2 separate regions of the Rattus norvegicus genome follow, and region 1 is linked to region 2. Evidence: chromatin contacts called from public Hi-C data. All regions are on one chromosome and are shown on one strand. The core of a region is the stretch at or near the end of the contact, and the rest is flanking DNA. Distances in the headings are between cores, read along the strand shown. Region 1 holds the start of Ptbp3 (polypyrimidine tract binding protein 3). Region 2 holds the start of Ugcg (UDP-glucose ceramide glucosyltransferase).

What was found. Hi-C and Micro-C count contacts between places; a contact is called where the count stands out from the background.
Region 1: a contact with region 2 is called in a Hi-C map of frontal cortex, with 1.8 times the contacts expected there. The contact joins the promoter of Ptbp3 here to the promoter of Ugcg in region 2.

Annotation. Positions count from the first base shown.
Region 1 is chr5:79,192,348-79,195,721 of GRCr8, forward strand. It overlaps Ptbp3 (polypyrimidine tract binding protein 3), which reads right to left and starts at 2,093. Exons shown (of 14, transcript NM_031346.2): 1 at 1,955-2,093.
Region 2 is chr5:78,825,822-78,829,610 of GRCr8, forward strand. Ugcg (UDP-glucose ceramide glucosyltransferase) reads left to right here and starts at 2,185. Exons shown (of 9, transcript NM_031795.2): 1 at 2,185-2,296. The coding sequence starts at 2,199.

The DNA.
Region 1 (3,374 bases), core at 843-3,342, 370 kb after region 2:
GTTTTAAATAATAACCATTCCTTTTTTCCCTAGTAGAGTTTTGAAAACTGCATTCATTTTTCTGAAATGTAAACCTGATAAAAACTGATAAGTTATACTTTAAAAAGTGTGTAATCTTATCTTTATCGGTCCTGGTGGACAAAACAAGCATTTCCTCATTTGAATGCTCTATCTGCATCACTGTCTTCTTAGCTTTAACACCACAAGCAAGGCAAAGTGCTTACAAACTATTAACAAAAGTAAGTTTGGGAAGGCGAGAGCAGAAGAGTAAATATGAACAAAATGAGATGGTATGTGTGTTGTGCGTGAACTATAATAAAACATATTACTTTGATAGCCAACTAAAAAGGTACTTTTTAACAAGGTGTATGTAGTAAGTAGCAAATGATGACTAAAACCTATGCAACTAATGTTTTGGATCAGATAAACACATAGATGCTGAATTAAGGTTGAACATTCCTACTCACCCTTTTCCCCACCCTCAACCAGTGCACTGTGGGGGAGGAGCTTGCACTTCACAGTGAAGAAGCAAAAGTCAAGCAAGCCCTTTAACTAAATCTCATGACACAAAAAGCTAACTTGTTTCCCCAAACCCGAAGTTGAACCTTCTGAAGACGAACACTTCACCGTCCTTCCTGAACTGATATAATGGCATTTATGGCATAAATCACTGAAAATGATTTCACACGTAAAATGAATCAGTCAGGTAAGGAGGAGCCAATTCTCAAGGAGAAGCGTTCGCAAAGAAGCTCCCACTAAATAAAAATACTTTAAAGAGCATCACAACCATAAATCAAATCTAAAATCGAACTTTGATATCCACAGCAGTGTGCAATCTGCATTCAGATGAGATAATCCATATATCACAAAATTGTGAAATTAAGAAAAACGAAACCTAACGAGGTTAAAAATTGTTTTATTCTAGTGTCCTCACGTAAACACGTAGCATGCTATGATCAACTACGCGGCAACCTGCTAAATGGATTTTACTTTTCAAACAAGTTATATGCTCCACCATTCCGCAGTTTATAGAAGTCCTGTCAACAAAAGTCGGCGGGGGAGAAGGGTTAAGGAACAACTCAAACGACAAAGATGTAAATAAATAAAAGGTAGGTTCTCTAATTGACTTGGAGGGTTTTTTTAATCTTGATTATATGACCCTCAATTTATTAAAATCCCTCAATTCACGCTTTTATTAAAATACATCAGGTCCCGTCCCATGTTCCCAGAGAAATTACCAGCTCGGAAAAGGTGATTGTAAATCTTTTTTTTTTTTTCTTTTAGTCATAGACCCCATTTAAACCGAGCAGTTGAAAGCGCCCGGAAATCTGCACTTACACAATATCTAACATCGCCCGAGGCGAATTCACGAAGTTTCTTAGGGGTGGGGAACGAAGAGGAAGCGTCCCCGGTAATAAAGTGCAGACGCTAGGTATTTAGAAGTGGTTAACGTATCTCAAAGCCCAAGTCAGGAGACCCCGCCGGTCCCGAGACCCGCGGGGGACCGCAGTTCGAGACCCGGTCGCCGCCCAGACGGCTGTCGCCGCTCGCCCCGGCCCGCCGCCGGGGAAAGCTCCGCCGCGCGCCCCACCCCACCGGTAAACAGCAACTCCCCGAGCGCCGCGTCCGCCTCAGCCTCCGCCCCCGCCAGCGCCGCGCACCATTTTCTGAGAGGAAGTGTGGGGAGTCCGGTTAGGCACCCCGGCCCTGGCTCGACTCCGCTTCCCGAACGCGCCCCGAGGCTGCGAGGGGCGGACGTGACGGGGGGGGCCGCGCGCAGGAAGCAGAGACCGCGGCGGACGGACCCCCGCGCTTCCCAGGTCCCTGCCGTCGGGCTTAGCCCCGGGCCGCTCCTCCGCTAACCGGCGTCGCGCCCTGCTCCCGGCCTCGGTGGGACGCGTCGCCGAGAGGAAACGAGGCCAGCACAGCCCCCGAGCGGCCACCCGGCACTTACCCATCCATGGCCCAGATGGAGGAGCGCGTTGTGCGGGGATTGACGGGCTCACCGCGGGCGGAGGAAGCGGGCGGCGGCTCCCGGGACCTGCGAGCGGAGCCGCTCCGCAGCCCGGCCGGTCAGAGGTGGAAGGAAGAGTGGGAAACAGGGGCGGGGACCGGGCACGCTCTCGCCAGCGCCGCGCCCCCGCCCTCCCAGCCCGCGAGCGCGTTCCCGCCTCGCCTGGCCCCGCCCCCTCGGCGTCGACGCCCTCCCGGGACTCGGCAGGACTCCAGGGCGCCCTCTTCCCGCCTTCGCCTCTTCGCCCCGCCCCCCGCCCGTGCCTCGGCGCGCGTGCGCGCCCCCCGCCCCCAGCGTCGCGCCTACGTTCGCGGGAACGCGCGCCTTGTGCTTCCCGCTTCGAGACTCGCCCTCCTGCGAGCCCGCGGGCCTTCCGGCTTCCCGGACTAAGACTCAGGGCCCTGAATGTTGCTGCCTAGAAAAGCCTCCGGACCCCAGGGGACTTTTGAAGCGGCGTTAAGTTGCTACTGCCGGGCGACACTCCAGGCAGCACGGCAGGGGACCCACGCGACGGCTACGGGGCAGGGATGGGCAATGGTCTTTCCGAACCTGAGAGCAGCGACGGTAGCCTGTCCGCCGGGCCATGCCCAACCTCTGAGACCCGCACTGGCCGGATAGGTGTGGTTGGGAAAGATATTAAGTAAATGAGACTGCCCTGGACTGAAGTCCATCTTCATTTTTACACGGTTTTAATCTGAGTGCTTTTCTACCGAACAGTGTAATGCTACAAGAAACTTTAATCGCATAGCTATTTAATGGCCATCATATTGCCAGTATTTTATAAGTTTATTTATTCATCCCTCTGCGGGGCGGGGCTGGGGGAGCGTTATAGGAAAGGATTGATGTTTTTCCAGGTGAAAATAAACGAGAGGTCTCTGAAATTTCACAGCCAGAAAATTTTTTGTTTGAACCAAAGCCTTTTCCTCTGGTATGAGCAAAAACAAGTTATATGTAAAACATAAAACAGCGATTTACTATATATAATGCGTATAACTCGTGAGAACATGCTTTTCCCCCTCTTTTATAGCACATCTACTTCTGAACAGAGTGCTTTTTCAATTCGCAGATCATTGAAATTTGAGCCATTTAAGCCATGTCTTCAGAGTCTGAAGTGTAGGAGGGAGCCTGCCCACACCATTTCAAAGGAAGTAACAACTAAAATCTATCTTTCCTGACTACCTACTTTAAAATAAGTAGACACGTATTTTTTTAAAAAAGAAGCATAACCAGTTTGTAATTCAAGAAGGTCATTTTTTTAAAGAAATTTCACTTCCCATTTTCAAGATGTCAAAAACATTTCGTATGTTAAATCTAAACATTAACTTATGTTTGGAGACATTTCCACCCTACATTGCTATAT
Region 2 (3,789 bases), core at 935-3,434:
GCTCAATTGTTAAGGGCATTGGCTGCTCTTCCAAAGGACCTGTGTCCATCTGTAACTCTAATTCTGGGGGAATCAGATGGGGGAATCAGACGGGGGAATCACACGCCCTCTTCTGTCCTCCGTGGGTACTGCATGCACGTTCTACCTGGGTCTTTTTAAAGATCAGCAAGTGCTCTTCATAGTTGAGCCATCTTACCAGCCCCTAGAGCTGTGGTTGGAAAGTCAGGTTTGAGCAGACTGAATTTAACCAAGATGAAGTGCAACATTTGATCTTTACTCGGTTATACCCAATTACACCCGCTTTGTCTTTTCTGTGGAAATCCTTTGCTGTAAGGGTCTAGGAAAGATTTGACATGAAAATGTCAAATGAAAATGACAATGAAAAATGCTACAAAATGCCAAATTGAGAAAGTCATATTGTTGACCAAGTCCAAGCGAGTACTGATAACACACAACATTGTTTCGCATGTGACTGACAAGCACATTTTAATAGGAGCATGGCCTATTATTTTTATTTGTAAGATGTCATTGAGTGTGAGGTGCATTTTCATTTTGGATTCTTGAAATAATGGATTCTTGAAAATGCATTGAGAATGCTTTAAAAGTGGGCCTTGGAACTGATTAATCACCATTTTGGCATTTAAAGCCCTTTGTTATTATTTCCATTTATGGATTCCACTGTAGTGCTGTAACTTCACTAACCAATAACTCTCAACAACTAGAAATTAATTCTAAGCATGGTTCTTTCCCACTGATTTTTACACCAGTAGAACAAAGGACATTGCAAACCTTAAATTCGTGTAATTGTAGTTTATCGTGTAAATCATAGATTGAAGCCGCCAATTATTAACTAGAATCAATAGCAAAACGAAACCCGAATTCAATTCTGAAATCCCTCGAGAGCGCTCAGGAATTATTTTTAAAAAGTAACTTGAATAATAAACAGCTTAAACGCAGAACAATTGTAAACACTATAGATGTATCCAGGCTGAAGAAACAAATGCAAACATTGACTACTAGCCTCGCCCAGTACTGACTTAAAATTAGAATACTCTTTTGTTTTTCCACCACAGGGGTTCACTGAATTTGCCCAACCTGGCCTGGAACCTGTGTGCTCAAGTTCAGGTAATCCTCCTGCTTCAGTCCCAGGAGTAACTGGGCCACATACAGCCTTCTCACACTGTGCCTAGCTTTTATTTCCCCATTTTCAGTATCGTGCACATGCGTAATTAAACCTTTTAGTAATAGCAACATCTAACACTTTTAAAAAGAAGTAACGTAATTTCAACTAGTATGTCTAAAATCTATTCCAGCAAATACCACAAGATTTATGAATGAGATGGTCAGCGGTGTAATGGCAATACTAACAGCCCAGCATTGCTCGAACTAGCTACATTTCCATAACTCTTTTGGCTACATCTTAGCCAAGTTACACTCAGCTGCCTTAGAGGACGCCCAGTCTTGCGCGAATTCAGCACCAAGCCATTCTTCCAATTCTGAGTTTGGGGATTCCTTAAATAACACAGTCTCTGGGCTCCTCCGGATTTGGCCAAGATAAAATGTAGAGGCGGCGCGTGCTGCTTAGAGACGGTGCGGGGGGTTGGGGTGCGCACCGAGACTGACCCCGCGGGCGCGGGCGGCGGCGGCAGCGGTTGGTAGCTGCGGGGCAGCGAGCACGAGGGGGCAGCTCCGCCCGTGGGCGCGCGGGCCGGCAAGGAGGCGCGAGGGCGCCGCCCCGGGTGGAAGGGGGGGCGGGCACCGGCTCCAGAGGGCGGGGCGGGGCGGACCCGCATCGTGCCGGGATTCGGGCGCCGGCAGCGGGCACGGACCAGAACGCGGAGCCGCGGCGAGCGAGAGGGACGGCGGCGGCGGCGGCAGCAGCCGGGAGGGTCTGGACCACCGGAGCCCGAGCGCGCGGCAACGGCCGCCTGGAGCGCGCAGCGCGGTCAGCCTGCGCTCGAAGCACACCAGCACGCGCACGCTAAGGGGAGCGCGGTACCGAGCGCGCGCCGAGCGGCCGGGGGCGCGCAGGCCCTGCCCGCCCCTTCCGTCCGCACGCCCGCCGCCCCGCCGGCCCTTCCTCTCCCACCTTCCACTCGCGGCCCGCGCCCCGCACCCGGCGGCCCCCGCGTCCTCCTCCCGCGGCAGCGCTGTCCGCGGCGGCCGGAGCGGGCCGGGCCGGGCCAGCGGGCCGGGGGATGGCGCTGCTGGACCTGGCCCAGGAGGGAATGGCCTTGTTCGGCTTCGTGCTCTTCGTGGTGCTGTGGCTGATGCATTTCATGTCCATCATCTACACGTGAGTTAGAGGGTCGGGGCCTGGGGACGAGCTGGACTGGCAGGCGTGTATGCGGTGGAGGGTAGCGTTCTGCGAGGATAGAGAAAGCTGGTCCCCAAACGGTCCCCCCCAATCGATCTCCTTGAGGCGGTGCGGCGCGGGGTCCTGGAGAAGGAATAGCGCTGGAGTCGCCACCCGACTCCTGGGTTGCAGGCGACTGCAGAGCTCTCGGAGAGAAGCCTGCTTCTCTCTCTGGTGGAGGGTTGTCTTCTTGGTCTGATTGTGTAGGAGATTCGTGTGGTTTTTTTTTCCCCCATCTGGGCGAAGATGTATGGTGTATTGTGAGGTTTTCCCCTCCCTCCGCGCGGGCCACGTCTCTGTTATGGAGATGGTCCTTTACACTCTTCCGGGAGCTGCTCACCACCACCCTGAGACTTCCCAGTGGATCACCTCCTTCCTAGAAGAGCTGTGTGCTTAGATAGGTGTGGAACACCTGCCGGCCTTGAAGAACGTCCGTCGCCGAGCCTGTGCTATGTAGCTTCGAGTCCTGTCAGGGTGGCATTTCAGTATCATTTCTTTATTTTTTTTCTCCGAGTATTTATTGGCTTGTTCGGAGTTGCATCCTTCCTCTGTTTTCCACATACATCTTTTCACTTGACAGGTACCTCCCAAGGCCTACTAGGTACCACCTGGTATTGGGGACCCAGGTAGAGTAGGACAAAACTCCTGCCCTCGTGAAGCTTACATTCTAGAAGGAAGAAACATGATAGAAATCTAAATAAGAGGTTATTCCCTCTAAAGCTTACGACTAAAACAGAACAGGGTGAAGGGGCAGAGAGAGACATGAGAGAGGTGGCTAAGTTTTGATCCATCAATGAAATGTCTTTGAAAAGAAGCCTATTTAAATGTGTAGAGATGAACTCACTTGGCATATTAGCCTGAATGGGGGGGGGTTGGGGTGCTAACTACTAAATAGGAATTGGCTAGAATAGCATGTATATTAATGAAGAACAGGGAAGGATGTTAGGCAATTTTAGATTTTTTTTTTCCACTATAGAAAAGGTGCTTTTCTCCATTTGGTGTGCCATTTCCTGATACTGAGACACTTGTATAAGATGAGCAGACAGGTTTTTTGTTTTTTGTTTTTTTTTTTTTTTTTTGAAAGTGAAAGAAAACGTACCCTGCTTGGAATTTAGAAATTTAAGCTGTATTCATTTTAACTCGGTGGGCTCTTTAAAAAAAAAAATAGTTATTTCATCAGGAATTTGGACAGTGCAGAGAGGAATAAAGAAATAACGCATATCAAAATGTTTCCTTGTTAACCTTTTTTTTTGCCTACCTTCCCAATTACGTTTTTATATCTGAAGAGGGCAGGCAAAGGAGGAGAGAGGGGACTGTACCATGTCGTGACTGTTCAATGGTCTGCTTTAAAATCTCATCTACTGAACAAGTGTTTTCTGAGAGGCAGTACAGGGCACTGTGCTAGAGTTAAGCATGAAGAACCAAACACCCCA